2 separate regions of the Mus musculus genome follow, and region 1 is linked to region 2. Evidence: chromatin contacts called from public promoter capture Hi-C data. All regions are on one chromosome and are shown on one strand. Each heading gives the region's core, a stretch centred on a gene start, on an enhancer-like site or on the middle of the called end of the contact. The rest is flanking DNA. Distances are from core to core; before and after follow the strand shown.

Evidence for each region. Promoter capture Hi-C pulls out the DNA fragments that hold promoters and counts their contacts.
Region 1: a promoter capture Hi-C map of the HPC-7 cell line shows a contact between it and region 2. The contact joins the promoter of Il18bp here to the enhancer-like site in region 2. A contact is called at or near these places in 12 of 39 promoter capture datasets (the 3T3-L1 cell line, the C10 cell line, the HPC-7 cell line and 7 more), 1 of 484 Hi-C or Micro-C datasets (bone marrow-derived macrophages), 5 of 115 datasets of contacts at active chromatin or transcription factors (double positive thymocytes, embryonic basal ganglia, extraembryonic endoderm stem cells and 2 more) and 3 of 9 other capture datasets (adipose tissue, liver and macrophages).

Annotation. Positions count from the first base shown.
Region 1 is chr7:102,016,858-102,019,913 of GRCm38.p6, forward strand. Il18bp (interleukin 18 binding protein) reads right to left here and starts at 1,375. Exons shown (of 7, transcript NM_010531.2): 1 at 1,253-1,375; 2 at 740-807; 3 at 430-494; 4 at 1-84. The coding sequence starts at 457. Rnf121 (ring finger protein 121) reads right to left here. Exons shown (of 9, transcript NM_029211.3): 9 at 2,280-3,056.
Region 2 is chr7:101,681,288-101,684,263 of GRCm38.p6, forward strand. The region is part of intron 2 of Clpb (ClpB caseinolytic peptidase B); the gene reads left to right. Among named protein-coding and RNA genes, the nearest start is that of Clpb, 19 kb to the left of the region's middle. Within about 2 kb of position 1,339, at least 25 of the 459 cell types and tissues checked have an H3K27ac peak or open chromatin away from gene starts, as enhancers often do. A contact at or near this core is called in the HPC-7 cell line and stem cell-derived epiblast-like cells, where this site is marked.

The DNA.
Region 1 (3,056 bases), core at 125-2,624, 340 kb after region 2:
CAGTGGCAGTTGTCTGAGGTGCAGATGTGGCTCTGGCCAAAATGACATGGACATACAAAAGCAGGACCCACCAAGAACTGGGGCCTGAGGAACAAACAGTTACAGCTGTAAATAAAACTGAAGCTCAGCTTTCTAGCACCCATCTTAGTTGGGGACAAGCTGCTACCTGGGTAGGAACAGACCTCGACCCAGATACTCCTAGGTTCTCACCAGGAACCTGAGTGGGTGGAGACCGTTTAGCCCCCACCCCTCGGCTCTGCTGAATGTAGTGCAAAGGAGCCTTGAAATGGAGCCAGAACCAAAGTAGCTACATAGGCGCTTACAGCAATGGAAGAATTGGATGGAACTTCCTTGGGGTGGGGGGTGTTGGGTAGCAGAGTTAGCCACATAGCTCCATTCCTTTAAGAGCCACAAAGCCTAATGTCCCACCTGCTGTCCAGCAGTGTCTCATGGTCATGATGACTTGCAAGCAAGTCTGGTGTCTGTGACTTCCTCTGGAAAAAAATAAGTAAAAGTCAGCTAGCCCTACATCTGTGTTCTTTCCCTCAGGCAGTGTTACTGACACCCATTTGAGCTGGTAGTTTAGAGGGCAGACCTGTAGCCACCAGCTGGGCTATCCACACTTAAGGCACTGCTGGTGTTAATAGTAACAATTTTCTCTCATACCAGCTCCAAACAGCACTTATATAACTTATACCCCCTTAGGAAGGAGAGAAAGTACTAAAAGCCAGGGACTTACCTGGGAAGCAACAGTCCGTTTGCCAGCTTGCCAGCCTCCTTCTGGGAAGGGCAGGCAGCAGTCAGCTTCTAGGAAATCGAGCACCTATTTTCACTTTCACTTTCTTAGCTAGGAATCCCAATCGAAAGCAGGCTGTTCCGAATGGGCCCCTCTCCAAACTCACAGGAATCCTCTATCTACCTCACCCCTCTCTCTAAGGTTAGCGAAGGGGTGAGAAAGATGAGTCTCTCACAGGTCTGTACCTGTCTTGCCCCTTCCACCCTTCACAGCCAACTTTCCTTTCTCCAGAACAAACTCCAAGGAGGCAGTATTTATTAGTACTGGGAACCCCAAATTGAACCACTGACCTTTTTACATTCAGTGCCTCACTGGCCCATTAATATCGTAGTTTCTCTCAAGCTCCCCCACTCCCATCCCTCACCCCAAGGTCAGGTGTATCACTTAACACCAGCCTTCACACACAGCCACAGCCACTTGTACAGGTTCGTTTTCAGTAAATTTAGATCTTCCTACCTGGCTCCTAAGCCCCGAATAGCTTCTTGGAGCTCTAAGGCTCAGCCAGGATAGCTGCCTGGCCCCAAGAAAATCTCACCACAGGAAGGAGCAACTTCCCTGCCTGGCTCGTGTACAAAACTCCCAGCCAAGCGAGAGCTGACCCCAAATAGCCAGGAAGGCACTTCCGCAACACTGGCTCCAGTAGCTCAGAGACTGGTACTTGGAAAGAACAAAATTAGAATCAAACAAAACCCTGAAGCCATGCTCCCTGCATGTGCCAGAACCTCTTGGGGCAGAACGACCAATGCGCACACTTGGGGCAAAGTGCTGTGCTCTTAGGTCTGTGATTCTGTCACCAGAGGGTAGAACTGGTGACAAGTGGGATGGAGCAGGTTGGAAGGACCTGTGGGAATAGATTCATACCTGGTTCAGATGCAGGAGGCTAAAAGCTGTCTTCTATGTGGCACAGTCACATTTCTTTTGAGCAGTCCACCTACCCTCTACCACCTAGGTTGCTGAATTCAGGGCAAAACTCCCTCAGAATCCAGGATCTCTAGGAGTTAGGTCCAGAAGTTGTGCATCCACACACAGCCATTGGGGGATTTCTCATTCCACTGGGGTTTGGGTAGGGGTGCAGGACGAGGAACTGCACTGTACCTTACAAGACTAAAGGTAAAACATAGACGTAGCCTTCACCTTAGGGAGAGGGGAGGACAAATACCAAAGGAAGAGTAGCCTGTCTCTTGGCCTTCTGCTCAGCTCTCATTCCTCTGAGGATGGAGGGAAAAAGGAAGCCACAGCTGAGTAAGAGAACAGGCTGAGTTGTGGGGGTATCAGGGTACTAGTCTCAGACTGGGGGTGAAGGCCTCAGGGCCCCTGATGCCGTAGGACAGGAGACACACACACACACACACACACTCTCACAGAGGGAGGATGGGTGAGAAGGCAGGACCAATGGCTCCAGGTTCCGGCTCTCAGGTGGGATGCAAGAAGCCAAGATACCCCAGGGGGCCCGGGAAAGAGGTGGCAAAAAAAAAAAGGCAAATGCGTGTCCAGCTTTGCAGCCAGCTCATGGAGCTTTATTCAGATGTGATGACAAGATCCTGTTTGGTTCTTGTTGCCTTCAAATGGGCCAGGCCAAATTTCTCTAGACACCCAGTGCTGCTGACCCATGATGCCCTCCCCCTTTCTTCAGACTTCCAGGACTACAGTTAGGCCTGCTCAGAAGTCCCCTTTCAGAGCCCATCTTTATTCAGGCCTCATTCTGCCTATGCACTCACCATTCTTAACGTCAGGCCTGGGAAAAACCCACAAATGACCAAGCCTACCTAGGGACGTTTCCTGGGCTGGAATCCCCTCTTAGCTTCAAGGGCACACTGATGACTGGCAGAAAACAGAGATCCATTAGTCTGTCTGCTCTGTGCATACACAAACATACACACTCTTAGGCTTTCAGGAAGGAAGTGATGTGCAGAGTACCCTTTGGCACATGTCAACACTTCCATGAAGGGTGTACTTGCACAAGAAGCTGCAACATTCGCTGCTGCCAATGTAGCTTCCACAGCTTAATGATATATAGATTGCTTTTATACTCTGCCTGGCAATGGCCCTGCTCAGGGGCAGGTTATCCATGCTGCTCATATTTCTAGCTGTTCCAAAACATGTCAGTGAATTTGGAGGCCACAGGGCTTCCCTAGTTAGAAAAGTCATTGATTTTGCCACCCCCAGCCTTTAGTTTCCAGACAAAAAGGCAACAGAGTCATACACAACACCCATCATGTCCAGAGATGAAGAGACCCTTTACCGCTCAGTGCTAATCTGG
Region 2 (2,976 bases), core at 89-2,588:
CTTTCCCAGAGAGGCTTGGTGAAGCAGCTCATCTGTGTGTTTAAAGATTGGGCTGTTGATTCTGCAGGGCAGTCATTACCTTCCAAAACACTGAAACTAACTAGTAGGAAAGGCTCAGGATGAAGTGTGCAGATTCACTCATCTGAGTTGTGGGTGCTTTGCATATACCAGTCTCCATTCTCTCATTATTCACTTGCTTTCCTGAGGTTGCCAGGTGTAAGAGTGAAAACAAAGGCACCTGGAGGGCTTCCTTGAGGAGAGGGTCTGAGCTGAGCCTAAGAGGCTGGTGCTCAATTTAAATAGGCAATGCAGAAGAGGCCAAAGGGGCTCTGTGCCTGTGCAGTCAGAAATAATGTAGACCTTTACCTTGAAATCTGTAGGCCCAGACTGGGGTCTAAGAACAAACAGCCTTTGCTGTCCTCTCCGTACCCCCCTGTCCCTGGCTAGCTGAGAGATAAGGCACAGATGGAGGCTGCCTGGGGATTCTAGCCCTAGGCGCCTTGTCTCTGCTCAGACAGAGGGCCTGGTGCTGTTATTACTGTAAACAGGGCCTTCTGGGCGGCTCCAACCAGGGTCCTGTTGCCCAGATAGTGATCATGATTGGGTCTGCATGGCTCAGTGCTTCCAGGCCTCTGATGCAGGTGGGACAGAGCTCCCCACTCTTCAGCCCCTCCCTGGTTGCAGCTGAGGGCCAGTTCCTGCAAAAGATCCGGAAATCAGTTGGAACAATGCTTGATTGAAGTTCGCTGGCCGCTTTGTATTGATTGGTCATAAAGAAAAAGGAAGAAAAGTGAGGTGGTGTCTTCTTTCTTTCCCTGAGAAGAGCTAGTCCTAAATGACTTAAATGTGCATCTGCCTGCCTAGGACTTCTTCCTTCCTGCAAGCACCCAAGCCGAAGGAATTACCCTTTTAGATGTCTTACTGGGTCAGGTCTGCTGGGAATCTATTTCTCAGTTTTTATTTTGGTGCTATATGTATTTTTTTTTAATAATTTAGGCTTATTTATCTTTATTATGTGATTGTTTTGCCTGTGTGTGTGTGTGTGTGTGTGTGTGTGTGTTTCTTCTGGAGGTCAGAAGAAGATACTGAATTCCCTAGAACTGGAGTTAACAGGTAGTTGGAAGTCACTACATAGATTCTGGGAACCAAACCCAGGTCCTCTGCGAGAATAACTTAACAGCTGAGCAGTCTCTCCAGCTCTAGATGCTACACACATTTAAAATGATAATGTTTTAGAAGTAATAGGGACTGCAGAGAAAAATAAGGCCCACAGAGGTAGATTTATCCTGAGCAATACATCAAGTACCTGACAGCTGTGGTTAGAACCCATGACCATCAGCCCTCCAGACCATGTCCCCACTCCTGAGTCTGAGATGCCTCGAACATACTTATACACAGGAGCCTAAGTACTTTGAAAAAGACTGCTGCCGCAGGTTTTCCACCACAAGACAGAGCAGTATTGGTGGCAGATTGGTGTTTGCAGGTGCTATAGAGAGACTCAACCCTGAGAACTCCCATGTGCCAACTGCCAGGGCAGGAATGGGGTGGGAGGTGGGGCAGATGAAAACAGTTCATTTCTGGAGGGTACTGGTGACTGAGGAAGTTAGACAAAGCAGCCAAATGTTAACTGTTTTAATACAGATTAGCACGGGGGACTGGGAAGGAAACAGACCATTTTAGGGAAACCTTAGAGGATGAAACTTGAAAATGATTAAGAAAAAATGAGCAATGCTGTGGTCACTGTTGTGAAAACAACAATAGAACTTGCAACTGCAAGGAAGTGCTCAGAGCAGAGAGTGAGGTCAGCCTGCTGCCCTCCGGCTCTCACCAGAAGAGCGACGTCTCCTCTTGGCCTTTGGCCTGCTGGCCTCTCACATCCCTGGTTACTAGAGAAGACTTTTTTTCCTTCTTTGCTCTTAGGCTCTGCTACTGACTGTCTTCCCTTACCGGGGGTAAGCAGTTTATTTTTTTGTTTGTCTGTTTGTTTGTTTGATTGCTTATCGAGACAGGATTTCTCAATGTAGCCCTTGCTTGTCCTAGAACTGGCTCTGAGACCAGGCTGGCCTTGAACTCAGAGATCTGCCTGCCCCTATCTCTAAAGTGCTGAGATTAAAGGCTTGAGCCACCACTGCCCACCCAGTGGCAGTTTATTTTCTATCCACAGATATGTTCGGGTAATTGCTATATTTTTTATGCCATCCTGATTTACTCAGGACATCAGGTGTAGTGGCAAGGAGCCCTTATCACTGAGCCATTTCCCCCAGCCCTCTCCCATCACTAGTGTAAATGGCCAATGATACTAATGGCATAAGCATCGCTGTTTTCATAGTGCTTTAGTATATACCAAGTGTCTTAACTGGCTTGATTTATTTGACTTATTATCTCTTGACACCCCTATGTATGATATACATATACAGTAAGGCGGGGAGAGGGGCGAGCTCTGGAAGACAAGGTTCTGTTACATAGCTCTGGTTGACCTTGATTCATGGTGATCCTCCTGCCCCAGCCTACTGAGTGCTGGCATGCACCACCATACATAACCAGGTCCTGTCCTTTCACTAACAGAAACAGTGAGCAGGAGCTGTTGTGGGAGGGAACAGAGAAAAGCCAAGTTATACATTTATCCATGGGCCACCCCTCAGTAAATGGCTGGCAGTGAATGTGTTTGAACTGAGGTTTTTTCTGCCTTGTATACCCTGGGAGTTGTGCAGAAGCTGGGACTCAACTCTAGCTGTGTGCTGTGTTCTCCTGTCTGCTACCCTGAGCCATCCCCAGTTAGTATCACCCACCAGTGCCCCGCCAAGCAGAAGAGTTAGTTCATTAGAGAGAGCTGGCCACAAGTCTGAGCCCAGGAAAGCCTGCGGTGCCCACCCCCTCTCCCCAGTGCAGCGCAGGCTGCTCGGCCCTGACTGGCAGCCTGCATTAAGCATTCTACTCATCATCTCAGGGATGATGGAATCCTAACCTTTTCGGAGA